Linked DNA regions of Sus scrofa: all the other regions are linked to region 3. The links are chromatin contacts, called in public HiChIP or PLAC-seq and promoter capture Hi-C maps. All regions are on one chromosome and are shown on one strand. Each heading gives the region's core, a stretch centred on a gene start, on an enhancer-like site or on the middle of the called end of the contact. The rest is flanking DNA. Distances are from core to core; before and after follow the strand shown. Region 1 holds the start of RPL18 (60S ribosomal protein L18). Region 2 holds the start of HSD17B14 (17-beta-hydroxysteroid dehydrogenase 14). Region 3 holds the start of BCL2L12 (bcl-2-like protein 12).

Evidence for each region. Promoter capture Hi-C pulls out the DNA fragments that hold promoters and counts their contacts. HiChIP or PLAC-seq counts read pairs in DNA pulled down with a chosen protein or histone mark.
Region 1: a promoter capture Hi-C map of fetal liver shows a contact between it and region 3, with 4 times the contacts expected there. The contact joins the promoter of RPL18 here to the promoter of BCL2L12 in region 3. A contact is called at or near these places in 2 of 5 promoter capture datasets (fetal liver and liver) and 2 of 47 Hi-C or Micro-C datasets (skeletal muscle and subcutaneous adipose tissue).
Region 2: an H3K27ac HiChIP or PLAC-seq map of alveolar macrophages shows a contact between it and region 3. The contact joins the promoter of HSD17B14 here to the promoter of BCL2L12 in region 3. A contact is called at or near these places in 1 of 5 promoter capture datasets (fetal liver) and 1 of 2 datasets of contacts at active chromatin or transcription factors (alveolar macrophages).

The regions. Positions count from the first base shown.
Region 1 is chr6:53,977,257-53,980,430 of Sscrofa11.1, forward strand. It overlaps RPL18 (60S ribosomal protein L18), which reads right to left and starts at 1,425. Exons shown (of 7, transcript XM_021094700.1): 1 at 1,273-1,425; 2 at 1-61. The coding sequence starts at 1,275.
Region 2 is chr6:54,142,732-54,145,892 of Sscrofa11.1, forward strand. It overlaps HSD17B14 (17-beta-hydroxysteroid dehydrogenase 14), which reads right to left and starts at 1,412. Exons shown (of 10, transcript XM_021094705.1): 1 at 1,240-1,412; 2 at 714-879; 3 at 152-190. The coding sequence starts at 801. PLEKHA4 (pleckstrin homology domain-containing family A member 4) reads right to left here. Exons shown (of 21, transcript XM_013998606.2): 18 at 2,597-2,615; 19 at 2,558-2,594; 20 at 2,052-2,164; 21 at 1,285-1,742. The coding sequence ends at 1,480.
Region 3 is chr6:54,705,071-54,708,221 of Sscrofa11.1, forward strand. BCL2L12 (bcl-2-like protein 12) reads left to right here and starts at 1,383. Exons shown (of 10, transcript XM_013998657.2): 1 at 1,383-1,512; 2 at 1,787-1,821; 3 at 2,009-2,197; 4 at 2,199-2,250; 5 at 2,939-3,053. The coding sequence starts at 1,383. IRF3 (interferon regulatory factor 3) reads right to left here and starts at 1,009. Exons shown (of 8, transcript NM_213770.1): 1 at 845-1,009; 2 at 1-137. The coding sequence starts at 1,009.

The DNA.
Region 1 (3,174 bases), core at 175-2,674, 730 kb before region 3:
CCTGGCTCTTGGGCTCCTTGCGTCGAACCTTTCGGTCCTTGTTGTGGCGGATGTCAACTCCCTGCAGGGGTGAAGGGAAGACCATGAACCCAGCCCTGACTCGATCCTCACCTCACAAACATTCTCAATGAGCCCTTACCTCTGAGCAAGAGCTAATGCAGTCTCTGGAGACAACGAACTCCAATCTGACACTCGGAGAGCTCTGGGAAAAACCACTTAACCCCCTACCCAATGACCCCTTTGTAGAAAAAAACTAATTCAACATAAGCCTTCAGCACATGACACACAGCACACACCCTGAAAGACCTCAACAAAGGAGCCACACTGACTCAAATTTTTAGTTCCAAAGAACTAAACTGTGTTTTCAGGGATGTATTATTTAAGCACCCCAAACTCACTCCGAAAAAGCAGAACCAAAATCACTTAAACCAAAGGCAGACTTAAAAAGGTATTACGGTATCAATGAACTTTTTTTTTCAGTAATCCGTACAAAACTACTTCTAGGACTTTTCTTATACTATCTCCTTGAATCCAACAATCTTTTATGAAGTTAGTTTCCCACTTTAGCGCTAAAAAAAAACTGAAAGCAGCCTACGATTTCCACTACAGCCCCTGCCTACTTGCCTAAAGAGGTTTTTTTTTGTTTACTATGCTATTAACTGGAAAGAGGTATTTGACCACTGATACCTCCAGCACTTAATATACGCAAAAGCCTACAACAAGCACACTTCCCGGGACTTATTTCTTCCCAAACTCACATCTGTGAGACATAATTACTGGGCCCCCAATGATAAAGTCAAGATGCTTTCCCCGCACAGAAATGATACGTTGGGCAGTGAATTGAGATTCGAATCGAAGCCTGCCTGGTCCCCACACCCAGGCACCAGACGCTCAGCAACTCCCCCAGAACCCAGCTTTCCAGGCCGGGGAGTGACAGGTCCAAGGGCAGCACAGGCAAGAGTGGCTGTGGGATCAGCGCCTGGGTCCGAATTCTGACTCCGCTCTTTATTGTCATTACGTTACCGGTCATATTTAACTCCCTTACCCCTCAAGTTGGTCATGTACTCAATGGGAACCATAAAAGAATACGGGAGGACGAGAAATTGACGACTCCCATTTCTGCTCTTCAAGCCCCCAAAATAGCTCCCCAGCCCGGGAGTCGCTTCCTTTGGACACCCTGGGACCCCTGCCTCCCTCTGGAACATCCTCGGTCCCAGACCGCAGCGGATGGCAACGGATGATCAATGCCCAAACTCCGCAAAGCGCGCTCACCATGATGGCGCCTCCTCCTTAGCCAGGTCCGGAAAGAGAGACAGGGAGCTAGGGTGGGCGGGGAAAGCCGTCAGTGAAGGGCTCGTACGTGACGTCACATGGACGCGACGCGGCACTCTACCGCGACGCCCGCCCTCTCTATGGTGATCGGAGGACCGGCTAGATAGACGCCTCCGGAATTGGGTGTCGGTTCCCTGGTCCCTAGGAGGGAAGGGTCTGTACGTCGGGGCCTCTCTGGCCATATCCAGTCTCTGTTCTCGATAGTCTTCCGGAAGAAAGGGCGCTGGGAACGAGGGAGATGTCGCGCAGAAGTAGGAAGACGCGTCGTGCGTTGACGCTCTGGCCCGACGCCGACGGCCTCTCGGTGGCTCCCGGAGGACCCAGCGGCCCGAGTCTTGGAGGTGAGGAGGCGGGGCTGGCGGGACCAGTCCGGACGTAGGGAACCGTCTGACCCCAATCTTTGAGCGTTTCCTTATCGGGTTCACCTCTGCCTTGTCTCGTGCCGCGCTTGCCAGGCGCGGCCGCAGCTTGAGAAGTCTTGCTTGAGGTCTAACCCGAGATCTTCTTGCTGCAGTCCTGTCTGTGGCATCCGGTGTTTCCACCTTTTAGGTTCAGCTTCACCCTCTTCTCCCAGATGGCCCTTCCTTAACCCCTCCTCAGCCTCTGCCACCCGGAGGCTGCTTCTCCCAGCCAGAGAGTTTCAAGTGGCCCAGCGGGTTCGGTATGAGGGATGTGCACGGTACTGGAGCGCAGAGGAGGCAAGCTGAGGCTGCGGGCTGGGGCGACGCGGTGGAGAGAAAAAAATTCCTGAAAAAGAAAAGTGGAGAGAATTAGAGAGAGGGAGACCGAGATTCAGAGGAGGGAAGGAATGGAGACCCAGAGGGGAGTGGACAGAGACGGAGGGTGGGGGAAATAATGACGGGAGGTGGGAGGATGTTAGAAAGAGAGGGAAGATGGAGGTCTAGGGAGAAGCAGAGACAAATTCAGTTCCTTACTAAGCATAAGACCTTGGGCAAAACCTTTTTTTGTGTATTACTTTCCTTATTTGCAAGAAGGGGATGATAATAGGCCTGGCACATGGAGTGTTTTCTAGCATTATATAAGTTAGTTTAAATGCTTGGGACAATGCTTTGTACTTCTAAGCGCTGAGTTAACAATTAGCCTCTAATCCTGTTGGCTCTCACTGGGGAGGTGGAGAGGACCAGATGGACTGGTTGGGGCAATGAGGAAGCTGACTTGTCCATTCTTGTCTTCCTCTTCTGGGAAGCCCTGCCCCTTGGGCCCCCAGCACTTGGGGCTTGGCCTCCTCTTCTCTGCCCTTAATACTCCTACTTATTCATCTCTCCTCCCCAGAGCCACAGGCCAAGCCTGGACCATGATGCCTGACTCCTTGCCCATACCACCCTCCCATGGCCTCCCAGCCGGGGCCACGTTGATGTTGTAACACAGCAGGGGGCCTGCAGACGAATGGATTCCTTAAAGCAGAAGAGGAGCACGATCAGGTAAGGGTCTATCTGCAAGTCAAGATAACCATACCTTGGGACAGTTTTCTTCTCCCCATCCTTGTCCCTGTTCCCTGGTCTCTGAGTCCCAGCCTCTTCGATCAATGCATCTGTCTTTGTTTCCCCTGGAGCCCTAAGCTCACACACTGTTTCCCTGTCTCTCCATCTTACTGGGTTTCTCTTCCCCATCTCTCTCTGGGTCACTCTTTGGTACATATTGTCTGGTGCTGGTGCTGCTCTGGATTGAACACTAGGTACATTGTTTGGCAATAAATGAACTTCTTCCTCTGTTTATCTCTTTCTAGCAAGCTCAGTCGCTGTCTCCTTCAGCCTGTGTCTTTCTTCCTTCAATTGTCTCCTAGGTCACCTGATGCTATTCTTGCCTTGGTTTCTTTCAGTC
Region 2 (3,161 bases), core at 162-2,661, 560 kb before region 3:
AGAGGAGGGGCTGGGGGCCCAGGATCCTGGGTCTGAGGGAGGAGGGCTGGGGCTGGATCCTGGGTCTGAGGGAGGAGGGTGCTGGGGCCTGTATTCTTCTTGAATCTAAGGGAGGAGGCAGTGGGCTGAGGACTGGGGGACCCTCACTCACCGTCTTTGTCACAGATCACCACCTGGGCGCCACTTTCCACTGCGAATAGACAGGGAATAGGTTAGCCCTGCAGAGACCTTGGTGAAGATCTCTGCTGCCCTCTGTGGCCACCCGGAACAGGGCCGTTCCCCCCCCACCACCGCCCCAGCTCTGTTCCCCTCGTGACCCCAAAGTCTCATGATGATCCCGTAGGGCAAAAGGCAGAAGCCTAGCCTTCTCCTTGGCTATTCCAGGTGACTTCTGGGGCTCCTGAGTCTCCATCCCTGGGTTCTAGAGTAAACCCTAAACCTCCAAAAGACATATTCCTTCAACCACCACCCCCGGCCCCCCATTCTGTAGCAATAGCTGAGACCCAGAGAAAGGGAGTCAATGGCATTTGAAAATCCGCCGCAATCTCAGGCCCCAGGCCACCTCTGCCTTCCCTTCGTTAACTTTGCAAATTGGATTTTACGAGACAAGAATCTAGATTCCAGTACAGAAGATACTTCGTCCCACACCCATTAGCCCCCGGGTCCCTCCGCTCCCAGACTCCACTGTTCAGAGCCGACCAGACCCCACTCACCGAAGGCTCGGACGATCCCAGCTCCGATGCCGCGCCCGCCCCCCGTCACGATTACCACCTTCCCGGCATAGCGCGTTCCCGTTGCCATCCCGCGTCAGAAGGTCTCCTTCGGCCACTCACTCACACTCACTCGAGGCTTCTATCCCCCTCTGAAGTCCGGTGAGGTCTTGGGGTCGAACCATAAATAGGGGCTGGATCCTGAAGCCCGGCCCCGGGGGCGTTGCCAGGAAAGCCAGAAGCCTGGAACTTGGCCCCAGCCCCCTCCTCCCTCAGACCCAGGAGGCCGGTCCCCCAACCCTCAAACTCGGGATTCCTGGAGTCCGGCCCCCTCTGCCGGACCTTGGACTCCAAAGTCCAGGTCCCGGGTCCTCTCTTCCTTCAGACCCAGGAATCCAGGTCGCCGGCCCCCTCCTCCCTCAGACTCAGTAATCCAGACCTCGAGCTCCCCCCGTTCCTCTGACACACAAAGCTGAGTCCGCTGTCCCCTCCTCCCGCGGGACCCAGGAGTTCACCACTCCAGCTCTACCTCTTCGAGACACCGGTGTCACAACTCCAAACAGACAGAAAGTTATCGACTAAGAGTTCAATGTTTTAATCCAAATTTGGACAAGTATTGGGAAAATCAAACTTTGGCCAAAGTAGCCACTCCTCGGCCACCGGGAGGGGACCAGATCACGCCCTCAGGTGAGGGAAGAGGCTCCATCTGTCCCGGAAGTACCTCCGGGACACGCCCTCCAGCTCTGATTGGCTGCCCTGCTTGGGCGGGTCAGAAGCTGGACTGTAGCAGCGTGACTCTCAGAGGCCACGCCTCCTCGTCTGGGGTTAGCGCGGGAGGGGCGGTCCCGGAATCCCAGGTCGGCTCCCAAGAGGCCGGGCCTGCGTCGCGCCCAGTCCCTCGGTGGGAGAACCCCGTGGAGTGGGAACTGGCCACTGGAGGAGATCTTGGGGGCGAGGACACGCAGGGCGTGGGATCTGACGGAGGTGGCGACGCAGGGGGAAGAGGGTCTCCTCGAGAGTCCAAACTGCCACCTGGAGAGGACGGACGGAGAACGAGAATGGCAAACTTTGGGACCCAGAAGTCCCGACACCCAGGACTTTCCTCTCAAACCTAGGAGTCCAGGCTCCCCGTCCTCTCCTCCCCAGACACGGCAGTCCTGGGATCCAGTCCCCTCCTACTGGGGTCTGGAACCCCCAAGCCCTGTCCAGCTCTTTCTTTACCAAGGCAGAGGGTTTCTGGCGGTCGTCGGACCCCCCTCCCCACCAGGACCTAGGATTCCGGGCCTCCAGACTCCCTCTTCCCTAACACCCAGGAGCCCAAGGTCCCCAGCCCATTCTCACCTGTCATCATTCGGTGCCACTGTGACGCCTCAGCAGCCAAGGCTTGAGAGAGGCTGAGAACTCGCTCCCGGTGACCCTCAGATGTTGGTAAATAAGGGGTCGTGTTCCTCGGACTAGAAAAAAGAAGATGCAGGGGTGGCCTTGAATAATTTGCCTGTAAGGTGAGGACCACGGTGCAGAGCGTGTCCTTCTGGGAGTTGTAGTCCCTAGCATATGGCTCTAAAGGATTTTGAACAGGGCGAGACCCTCTTTTTAAGTCTGCGTGCATTATGGGATCTGTAGTCCAATTGCCCGAAAACTTCCCGACAGAGGAGCAGAGTTTGACAGCAACGGTGGAACCGCTGTGAACTAGGGCTTTCTCATTCCCCAGGAATTCAAGCGTCTCTGAAATGTTCTGCCATCCATACCCTGGTACTCAAGAGTACTCAGGAGACATTAATACTTAATGCTACTCCTCACCCTTTTGTTGACTTTCTTGCTTCTAGTTTGGATCTCCAATTCCTTACCTGCTCCAGGACCCAGAGCTTCTGAGCCATTTCTGGCTCCTGAGTGTCCCAGGGCAGGCTGCAAAGGAATTGGAGCATTAGAATTCCTCCCCCAGGAAGCCCTCACGTCCTCATTTTGAGGATGAAGTGAAGGAGCTTAGCGAAGAGAGAAAATTGCCCCCCCCCAAACATGGCAAATGTCTTTTTTTTTTTTTTTTTGTCTTTTTTGTCTTTTGTCTTTTTGTTGTTGTTGTTGTTGTTGTTGCTATTTCTTGGGCCGCTCCCGCGGCATATGGAGGTTCCCAGGCTAGGGGTTGAATCAGAGCTGTAGCCACCGGCCTACGCCAGAGCCACAGCCACGCGGGATCCGAGCCGCGTCTGCAACCTACACCACAGCTCACGGCAACGCCGGATCGTTAACCCACTGAGCAAGGGCAGGGACCGAACCCACAACCTCATGGTTCCTAGTCGGATTCGTTAACCACTGCGCCACGATGGGAACTCCGCAAATGTCATTTTTATGTAAGATCCTTTGTCTGGAAAATGTCTATGACTGTACCTTCGACTTCTAACAGACAGGACAATTCTCAGCTTTTTTTTTTTTTTTTTTAATGGCCACACCCAC
Region 3 (3,151 bases), core at 133-2,632:
TGGGGGTCCTTGCTGTGGTCCTCTGCTAAACGCAATGCTTCTTTCCGGTTCAGGGCAGACCGGAAATTCCTCTTCCAGGTGGGCAGGTCGGGCTTATCCTTCCCAGGAGTGTAGGCACCACTGGCCTCGGCCCAGGCCTGGGGGGACCAGTGGTACCAAGATAGTGAAGAGGATGACTTAAATCTTGCCCCCAGGGGTCCTAACCTTGGCTCCTCTTGTCCTAACACCACCTTGCCCTCCCCTGGCAGGTTTTGTTTTTGTTTTTGTTTTTGAAACCATAGTTGATTTACAATATTGTGCCAATTCCCTTTGCACGTTCTAACTTAGTTCTCATCCCCAAGCTCTGGAATTCTCTGTGCCCCAAATCCCCCTTACCTCCACCCTTCAAAAACATTTGCTTTCTAAGCCAGCCTCCTGGTCCTAATGGGTGTCTAACTGCCAGTGCGCTGCCCCAGGACACTCTTCGTCATTAGGCTTAACACCACCGGCATATCCTACTTCCGTGGCAACCTCGGCTTCAGGGTCGAGTCTTGCCTCTAATATTCCAAGGTCCGCCCCCAGAATTCTACAACCAAAAGCCCCACCCCAGGGGGTTCCCTACCACCACCACTCCCCTCCCACCCCAGGATGCATTTCCTTCACTTGCCCGGTTCTATTCCTGGGACCTGGCGGCTCCAATCCTCACGGCTGTCAGACGCCCATCTGCGCGTCGTACTAACTTCGCCCCTCCCAGTTCTAACTCCATCCACCCCCACCTGCCAGAATAAGCGTGGGCCGCGCGGTCGAGCTGATCCCATCCCTCGGCCCCGTCCCCTTGGAGTCCCCGGGCCCGGCGCGCGCGCACCTGGAAGATGCCGAAGTCCTCCTGCTGGGCATCCTGCCGCAAGCCGTGCTTCCAAGGGATGCGGAAGCGCGTGTGGCCCTCATCCAGCCAGGCCACGCCCTCCAGTTGCCCCTGGTTCAGCTGAGATATCAGCCAGGGCAGGATCCGAGGCTTCTGAGTTCCCATGGGCCTGTGCGCCGGGGACAGTTCCTGGATATAGGCGGACTCCCAGGCCCACCCAGTTGGAAGGTTCCGAACCCAGACCTCCCTCTCAAGCGCCACGGCGCAGGGTCCTCACCTCTATTCTCCTGGGGTACAGACAGGAGACCTCCCATCCTCCAGAGAGGCTCCCTAATTCAGAGAGGAGTCCCTCCAAAACCCCTCTCCTTTCCCCAGCTTCTTTTATCTACATACCTCTACCTCCCTCAATTCTACCTTCCTCAATTCCGCCAGTGTAGACCTTCCCCACTCCACTGAAAGCCCTTCCCTCCCCCACATCACACAGTGCAGGTACTCTTATCTCCAGGGTAGACGCCTCCCTCCCGTTACTGCCGTGCACATGCTAGGGACTCGCAGACCTCTACCTCCCACACTCAACTCCAGTGTAGCTCCCCCCGCTCCCCAGAACCCCTCACTCATAGACCGACCAACCACAGTTCCTCCCAAACAGACGGCCTCCCTCCTCCGCGGCACGCCCCACTTCCCAGAGTGGATCGCTTCTCATTCACAGAGTCCTTCTCTCCCCTAGATACCCCAGTGTGGACACCTCCTCTTCTCTCCTACCAACTACTTTTCTAAGTTTTGTTTTACAGCCAGCCATTGCTTCACTTCCTTTCCTTCTCGCTTCACTTTCCCCAGCGTACACAAACCCCCTTCCCCACTGTCAAGGCAGACGCATCCTTCCTCCGTCCCATTCTTCACTACTGGACGCCACCAACTCCCCCGCTTTTCCGCGTTACCTAGGTAGTGGGTCGAGGCGCGTAGAGTGCCGGGAGGAGGTGCGCCGGGAACCCAGGAACCCAGAAACCCAGAAAACCCACTCCTGCGTTTGAAGCCCCGTAGCTCTCGAACTCGCCGCCGCACACCCCACTTCTCGTCAGCTGAGTTTTAGAGGTGGGACTTGTTTTCTGTTGATTTCTTGAAATAAAAACGACTTTAACGTCGTTAGGATTATCGACTCGACAGCCAGAGAGGCGGTACAGTGAGCCGGGAAAACTCCCCCGCCCATCATGCCCTTTTTAGGTCTTCCGACCACGGGCATGCTGGGAGCGTTCTATGCAAATTAGGCGGGCCTCATCGCCCCGCCCCTTCCACGTTTGGGCCGGCTCCTAGCCGGTACAGTCATTGCGCAGGCGCGGGAAAGTCGCCCTAAGGAAAGTTTATACAAGTTCAGTGGAGGAGGCGGCGGCGGCGGGGCCCGGGACCAGGTGAGCGGGAGGTGAGGGAGAGCTAGGTGAGCAGGGAAGAAAAGGGGGCCGGGATCTAGGAGCAGGTAGCCCAGTCACGCTTCCCCGACATCTGCGTGTCCCGGCTCCCCCAAATTCCAGCCCGAGTCAGAGTGGAACTACACCTCCCAGCAGGCTGCGCGGCGAACAAGTAACGGACGGAGGGGAATGTTTGCTACGAAGTCTGCTGGGAATCGTAGTTCCTGATCCTCTACGGACTTGAATAGCTTGGCATATACTTTCAGAATGGAGAAGTCAGAGCCCCAAGCCTCCTTCTCCTTCGGGGACTCAGGGATCTGAGGCCCCAGTCTCCTTCTCTCTTAGACTCAAGAGTTCAGACCCCCAGCCCCCTACTCCGAAAACCAAGAGTCCAGGCCCCCAGTCCCCTCCTCCCTTGGACCCCAAATCCAAATCCCCAGCTTTCTCCTCTCCCAGGATCAGGATGTCTTTGCCCTCATCCCTCTCCTCCTTCTGAGAACTCAAGTGTCTGGGCCCCCAGACCCCAACTTCTGTAAGGAACCTGGGAATCCAGACTCTCAGCCCCTTCCTCCCTTGGGCACGCATGAATCCTGACGGCACCACACTTCTCATTCCGGGACTAGCAATTTGGGCCCCCAGCCGGCAGTTCTTGCTGAACCCTGGAGTCCATCCCCAGCTCCTTCTCTTATAGGTGCCTCCATGGCAGGCTCTGAAGAGCTGGCGCTCCGGGAGGACACTCTGAAGGTCCTAGCTGCCTTCCTTAGGCGGGATGAGGCTGCCGGCTCGCCCATTCTGTCCCCACCCAGGTAAGAGGTGTTGCCCTCCTCCCTGAGGAAACTGCATTGGGGGTGGGCTCCTCTCGAACTCTGGTCCCCGGACTCAGTCTTTCTCTCCCCGCCTCCCC